2 separate regions of the Rattus norvegicus genome follow, and region 1 is linked to region 2. Evidence: chromatin contacts called from public Hi-C data. All regions are on one chromosome and are shown on one strand. The core of a region is the stretch at or near the end of the contact, and the rest is flanking DNA. Distances in the headings are between cores, read along the strand shown. Region 1 overlaps LOC100912124 (a long non-coding RNA gene). Region 2 overlaps Dapk1 (death associated protein kinase 1).

The links. Hi-C and Micro-C count contacts between places; a contact is called where the count stands out from the background.
Region 1: a contact with region 2 is called in a Hi-C map of liver, with 3 times the contacts expected there. The contact joins two enhancer-like sites. A contact is called at or near these places in 2 of 12 Hi-C or Micro-C datasets (kidney and liver).

Annotation. Positions count from the first base shown.
Region 1 is chr17:4,191,328-4,194,951 of GRCr8, forward strand. It overlaps LOC100912124 (a long non-coding RNA gene), which reads left to right. Exons shown (of 10, transcript XR_001841748.3): 3 at 1-304; 4 at 507-587. Among named protein-coding and RNA genes, the nearest start is that of Dapk1, 97 kb to the left of the region's middle. Within about 2 kb of position 1,969, at least 17 of the 93 cell types and tissues checked have an H3K27ac peak or open chromatin away from gene starts, as enhancers often do. A contact at or near this core is called in liver, where this site is marked.
Region 2 is chr17:4,039,836-4,043,366 of GRCr8, forward strand. The region is part of intron 2 of Dapk1 (death associated protein kinase 1); the gene reads right to left. Among named protein-coding and RNA genes, the nearest start is that of Dapk1, 55 kb to the right of the region's middle. Within about 2 kb of position 1,631, at least 12 of the 93 cell types and tissues checked have an H3K27ac peak or open chromatin away from gene starts, as enhancers often do. A contact at or near this core is called in liver, where this site is marked.

The DNA of each region.
Region 1 (3,624 bases), core at 719-3,218, 150 kb after region 2:
GCTGTATTTACTGTTTGGATGGGGTCCATGGATCCGACCTCAGCAACCGTATCTGGAGAGGGAGACACAGAGTTCAGGCAGCTTAACCAGGGTTAAAGTAGGGGCAACCTACTTTAGTGAAGTTAGCTTAGGCTGCGCACTTGTCAGCAAGCATGGGGTTGATCTTCTCCAAAGTTAGAACTTGGGATGCAAGGAGAAGTGATCCAATGGTGTCTGGCTGAGGGAAGAGCGGGCTCGGCTACACCGCTGTTGGTGCGAGTGGGAACCTGAGGCCCAGGGGAGCTCACCGCGATTCCAGGTTCCGGTAAGCAGCATCAGTAGATCAATGTTGAGCATTACAGAAGTACTTAGGACTCTTATACCCCTCACCTTCAGCTTACGGCTCGTTAGCACGGTGCACACTAGTTTTAGCCTGTGCTTTGCTACGTGACAGCCTGCATGGGGCGAGATGTACAGTCTGGTTTCTTTTACAAGCCAGTTTTAATTCATTCTTTATCATACCGTAGTGTCTGTGACTGAGGCCAGGTACAACTGAGAGCCTCCCCACTCCACCCCCTGGAACCACGTCTTCATGACAGGACATCAAGGTGAGTGGTACCCTTGTCAAACCATAGCTGACACAGAAGACTTCATGTGAGGTACCTTCAGGATGCTAACCAGTTGGCATGGTGACCTTCTGAAAGGCTCCCTTGTGCTGAGACAGAGCGTGAGAAGAGGCTCTTCACTGGCCTGTGTTTTTCCACTTTTCTCTGCTGTCGCTGTTATACAGCACTCTGACAGGATCAGCTTAAAAGTAGGGTCCGTGCTGACTCACAGTTTAAGGGTAGAGTCTATCATGTGAGAAAGTCAGGTGGATTTTTGAAGCAGCTGGTAACATCATATCTACAGTCAGGAATTAGAGACGGATGAACAGTCCAGGATTCCAGCCAGGGAATAATGCCGCCCACAGTGGGCAAGTCTTTCTACCTCAATTAATGTAGTCAAGGTTATCCCCGACAGGCACGATCACAAGCCCAGCTCTCTGTTGGTTGTAGATTCTGTACAGTACACAGCTAACACTAATCATGATACCCTCGCATGATCATTGACTTGGGATTCTTCAAGCAGTCTTTAAGACCCTTTCTGAAACACTTTAAAAGCATTACGTGAGTAGTAACTGAAATGGTTCTCCAATCGTCCCTGCTACCCTGGGCCTCTTCCCTTCTGTTTCCAGAAGGGAGAGTCTGTTCAATGAGAGACTTTGCCTAAGAAAATAGGGTCCAGGACTCAGCACTCAAGAGCACTGGCTGTTCTGGCACAGGATCTCGGTTCAGTTCTCATCACCAAATGGCAGCTCACAAGCCCTCATAACTCCAGATCCAGGGGAATCTGCTGCCATCTTCTGGACTCTTTAGGCATTGCACTTGTGTAAGCATACGGCGGCCCCTTTCTTCACATAAATAAAAATATATATTATATGTATAAGGTAGAAAATGACTGAGGAAGACACTTGGTGTTGGTTTACAGTATCCACGTACAGGTTCCTGCACACACACACACACACACACACACACACACACACACCCAGAGAGAGAGAGAGAGAGAGACAGACAGACAGACAGAGACACAGAGACAGAGACAGAGACAGAGACAGAGACAGAGACAGAGAGACAGAGAGCACTCATCAGTCTCCATTCCTACTTTTCATGCTCCTGTCTCAGTGTGGAGCTTCCATAGTTGTTTTCTAAGGAGCCTCATCTTCCTGGCTGTCAGAACAGTAGGCATTGTTTTGCCAAGGCACGGGCTCATGGGCTCTTGTTGTTTTCTCAGGACCCACGGAACTCTGCTGTGAAAGCTAGCTTCCTGGCACCCGCACCCCAGTGTTTTTATGTGCTTAAAATTCCATCTGTGCAAGTCCAGACATGACCCGAGTGCTTGTCAGGTCTAGTTCATCTCAGCCCTCCCAGGGCTCAGGCTTGCAATGAGAAGGTTTCCCCACTCTTGTTCACCCATCCTGCTGAGCCAGCAGCTCCCTCTGTCCCAGATCATGCAGCCTTGGATTGTTGACAAACTTGGGCAATTTCATTTGCCTTGTCCAATGCATACTGTGAGCCTGCCAGAAGTCCTGCTGGCTTATAGATAAAGACAAGATTCCAGGAAAGGTTGAGCTGTGCTTGCCAAATGTGGCCTAAGTTACTGGCCAAACATACAACCCAACGATGACAGCCGAGTTGCTGTGAACTCTGAGCTTCCCTCATTAAAAACTGAGAGAGGGGCTGGAGAGATGGCTCAGAGGTTAAGAGCACTGACTGCTCTTCCTGAGGTCCTGAGTTCAAATCCCAGCAACCACATGGTGGCTCACAACCACCTGTAATGATATCCAATGCCCTCATCTGGTGTGTCTGAAGACAGCTACAGTGTACTCACATACATAGAATAAATCTTTAAAAAAAAAAAGCCAGAAAGGAAAAAAAAAGTATCATTTAAAAAAAAAAAAAACTGAGACCCCAGGATTCAAAGCACAGAGAAGAAGCACAGTATCCTCCTACACCCCTGTTCTGAGAAGGCTGCTGGCACGACCAGGGATAGGTCATCAGACCCTTCTCCATTCTGTTTTCTCTGGGCTGGTGGGGGCTGCAGACAGGATACCTTCCACGGCACAAGGAAGGGTGTTAGTTAGAATTTTGTCACTGCCACAGAGCACCTGAGGCTGCTAAGGTTTAAGGAGAAAACATCCACTTACCCTGCAGTTTGGAGGACAGAGATTCCTGGCTTCCCTTTGGCTACCTCACCTCATGGTGGGTGGACTCTCTGGCTACAACCAACAAACGATTAGGCTTCAAACCAGAAGCAGAGAGGGCTGGGCTGGAGGCCAAACTCAAGTTTTAAAAACAGTCCTTCACTGAAGAACTACTTCCAGAGGGCATAACCCTAGGGCCCACAGGAGCTCCCCTAACTCAGACTTCTGAGGACTTCCACAATTCCCTAATAGCATCGCTCTGCACGGTACCCCTTCAATCACAATGCAGCACACAAACTGCATTGATGCCACACGGCAGCAGCATGTGCCGCTTAAAACAAGCCACTCTGGAGGAATGACTGCCTTGAATGCAGCAGGCAGAAGAAAATTCCCCAGCACCCCATTCACCTAAAAGCAGCATGTAGATCCGTGAACGTTTCCCCTTCTCTCTACCAGGAAGGGCAGGTGACAGTTACTAGAAACAGCACCAGCCCCGTGTCTGCTCACAAGCAACTCTAACAGGGCTGCCTAGATTAGAGGGAATGGACGGGGCCTGCTCCAGTTTTGGCTCGGGGACAGAGGAGGTAAGAGAAGGGAAGCAGGGAACAGGCAGCTGTGAGGATTCTAGAAGGGGCTGGGCAGTGAGCAGAGAATAAAAGGCTGGCAGTGCTGGCCTAAAGTGAAGGCACAAAGTTGAGAACCTGAGTGAAGTTAAGTGGCTTAAAGCTAAGAGGCTGGTAGTGGTCAGCCATACCCTGAGCAGACCAGCCATGCCCTGAGCAGGCCAGCTATGCCCTGAGAAGACCAGCCATACCCTGAGCAGGCCACCCATGCCCTGAGCAGACCAGCCATGCCCTGAGCAGACCAGCCATGCCCTGAGAAGACCAGCCATGCCCTGAGAAGAC
Region 2 (3,531 bases), core at 381-2,880:
TGAACCTGTAAAAGTAATCCAGTGCACACATTGCCACCCAGTTTCCCACTGTTATGAGCCAACATGCCTTGAAGCTGGATACAGGGGGGGAACCTAAGAGGGCGCGTTACATGATAACCAATCTCCCCCGGGTCTGCATTAACTGGGAACTGAATCGTTTCAGCAATCTTTTAAAAGCAGATAGGTACGGTGCCCTCAAAGGAAATTAAGCCCCAATTACCAGGAAGTGTCACTTCCATCCACTGGTTACAACTGGACACTTGAAAAGGACTGTTTGTTTGAGCCACGGCCTTAAACCGCTGAGTCCAATCTCTGTATTTTAAAGCTCTGAAGCCTAGAGTTGCCAGAAGACTCAGGCATCTGGCAGCACTGGCCCGTGTTACCAAGGGCAAAGCGGGCCAAGGGAGACATGGCCGTCTCTGTGGGTGGCACTGTGCTCTCTAGCTGGGCATTCAATGTGTCATTCCTGGTCAGCCTCACCCAACACTGTTCTTTGCAGAGTCAATTCGTCACAGACCGAGGAGCTGGACCCATAACTACTTTCTGATCTGCTTACTCGATGGCCCTAAGGCCTTGGACTGACACTGCCCCCTCCTTGGAGGCTCCGTTTTTTTTTATAGTGCTGGTTTGCAGTGAACAGCATCAGCTTCCTGGGGCATCCGTGGGTACTAACAGGAACTGAATGTGAACAAGCATCCTCAGCAGGATGGAGCAGCATTGGAGAAACAGTCACTAGCCCGCAAGATCCCTGAGCACAGCTCCGAACTCTCGAGGCACACCCGGATGACATCACAGGCATCCAAAGTCCATCAGATGAGCTGAGGCGTAACCTCATCCATAGGGACCCTGGGGGCTCAAATCAAGCATGCCAGTGGAGATGGGGAGACTGACAGCTCCGGATTCTCAAGGGACTACAAAATGCATCCCAACCGAGGCGGGTTCCTTATGTCAATTCCAGCATCTCCGATTTAACACAGGTTCCCCTGACCCACAGCTGGTCTTTCTCTATCTGCAAGGAATACGTAAGCAGGAAAGACCTAGAGGAGAGGAGACCAACACAGGCCTACCACCCTCTCTTTCTCATCCCTCCCCCAGTCCCCTCTTCTCTGTTATCATCAGCTTAATGGATGGTCTGCGTCCTGGCAAGACTTTCCCTTCCCAGCACCAGTCACTGGAGGCTGGGGGAGCCAGCAGATGGCTCGCTCACAGCTAATTTGAGTACACATTCAAGACAATAATCAGCTACAGATTGGCTTGGCACCCACCCCGTGGGAGAAGAGAGGCCAACAAGCGTTGCTTAAGTCCATGCTGTTCCCCATGACTTTGTCCACAATTACTTCACGGAGATACAGGGTTCTAATGTCATAATAACTTGTTTTGAAAGAAACTCTATTATTTCATAAGCAGTTCATCCACTTCTTCAGTAAACTACCCACATGAACTCTGGAACGTTCCTCAGTGAACTTGGCTTTCTTGATACTTTCCCATCCACCCAGGCAACTAAATGCATAGGGATCAGGTCATAGTCTTTCCACACTGACCTCTAAAAGGACATGCCGACACCCTCTGGAAGTCCCCTGTATGACACAATGCAGGCCTGATCTGTGTCAGTCCAGTCAGCAGAGGCCTCCTACAATGACTGAGCCCTTGGGGTCACTGCTTTGGAGACAGCAAACTATTAGGAAGGCAAAGGGCACAGGATTATCTCTTCTGCCTTTAGCCAGAGGCAGCTTTTCCATGACTCTTGACATCCACAATGGCCAAGCATCCGCCTCGTGACTCCTGATTTCGTGTGGTGACAAAGTGAAGCCAACTCCTTACTTCAGCTAAGCCAAGCATCTATCAAAGCTCTGGGTTGAGCTCTCCGGCTTCAGATAGAGTATATGATCACTGCCCCAGACCTACGTATATCATTCTTGAAATATCTCTCTGTGCATATCCATCTAGCCTGTCTTCTTTGAAATAAGAGGCATCTCCTGTCCCCATATCCTGACCTTGTATTTTTGCGCCTAGGTCTGGCCCTTGTCCTGTATTAGGTGACACTGAGTAAGTCAAGGCTTGTTTTTCTGTTGTTGTTGTTGTTGTTGTTGTTGTTCCTTTGAGAGCCACAAAAGAACTATGATACTGTTAATAATCACACTGGTCATTCTTAGTGGAGATGTTACTGTAAGTGTGTACCTCAGGAAGAATACCTTAGAGGACCAAACCTCCAGGCCCCTCTCCAGCTCTAATGAATTACAACTTCTGTTTTCACAAGCTGCATTAATAGGGGTCAGGGCAGCCCAGCAATATGCAGGAATGCTGAGTCCTCCTCTTTCACAGGAAATAGCAGTGAAAGTCACACCCTCTTACAGTCCCCTCCCCTTGTCATAGACTGCCTTAGCCCTTCACTCTTCCACTCAGAACTGTAAACACAGTCAGAGACAACAATAGAGTATGAAAGAAGGCATAGACAGGGCTCAGCAGAATACCTGGCATGTGATGAACATCAGTATTTGTGAGGGCTGGAGAGATGGCTCAGTGGTTAAGAGCACCCGACTACTCTTCCAGAGGTCCTGAGTTCAATTCCCAGCAACCACATGGTGGTTCACAACGATGTCTAATGGGATTGAATGCCTTCTTCTGGTGTGCATGAAGACAGCTACAATGTACTCACACACATGAAATAAATAATCAGTATTTTCATGTAACTAGGAGCTATAGGAAACAACAAATACATAACGGTGAGCGGGTTTTTGAGGGAGAAAAAAAACCAGTAATGTCAAATAAACAGCTCTGGACTACGTAAGAAGTTCCAGGCCAGCCTGGGTTACAGAATGGGACCCTGTCTCAAAAATACAAAAAGACTTAAGACGAGAGAATAAACACCTAATGGCTCGCAGAGGACAGCTTCTGCCCTGGCTAAACACCTAATGACTCATAGGAGAGAGCCTCTGCCCTGGCTCTACGGGCCAGCTGGGGCTCGCCTCCCATTCTCGAACCTTCACTTCGGATCATTATCATTGGTCAGGCAAGAAGCAGAAGAGCTTAAGGAGGTCGGCACTCAGCTCAGTTTCCATCAGGGAGCGAAACAGGTCAGCATGTCTGAGAAGACCTCTCTCTAAATCATTCTTCATTCTTAAGAGGCAGCAAAACAGCCTTCACTCTGCAAAGGCAGCTAACTGGCTTCCGAATTTGGACGGCTGACATGCCATCCATTACTGCGTGAGCTAGGTTTAGTGGGATCTGTTAATTTCCCTCTGGACACTGTTTGAGATGCAGCAGAAGGACACGGTGTAAGATTATAGGGCAACAATCACCTCCTCCAGGTTACAGGGCAAGCACCCATCCACCCACCTCCCCCACCCCCACCACCAGACTATAGAGACAGCTCAAATCCTCCAAGGCTACGGAAGGGTTGGATGTGATCATGTGACATATTTTTGCACACATGTATATTCATATTCCCCCTATAAGGGTGGGGGCGGTGGCTAAGGTTGGGCCCTAGAGACTTCAAAAGCCAGTTCTTACTTTGCTTAGTCTCCCTGGCTC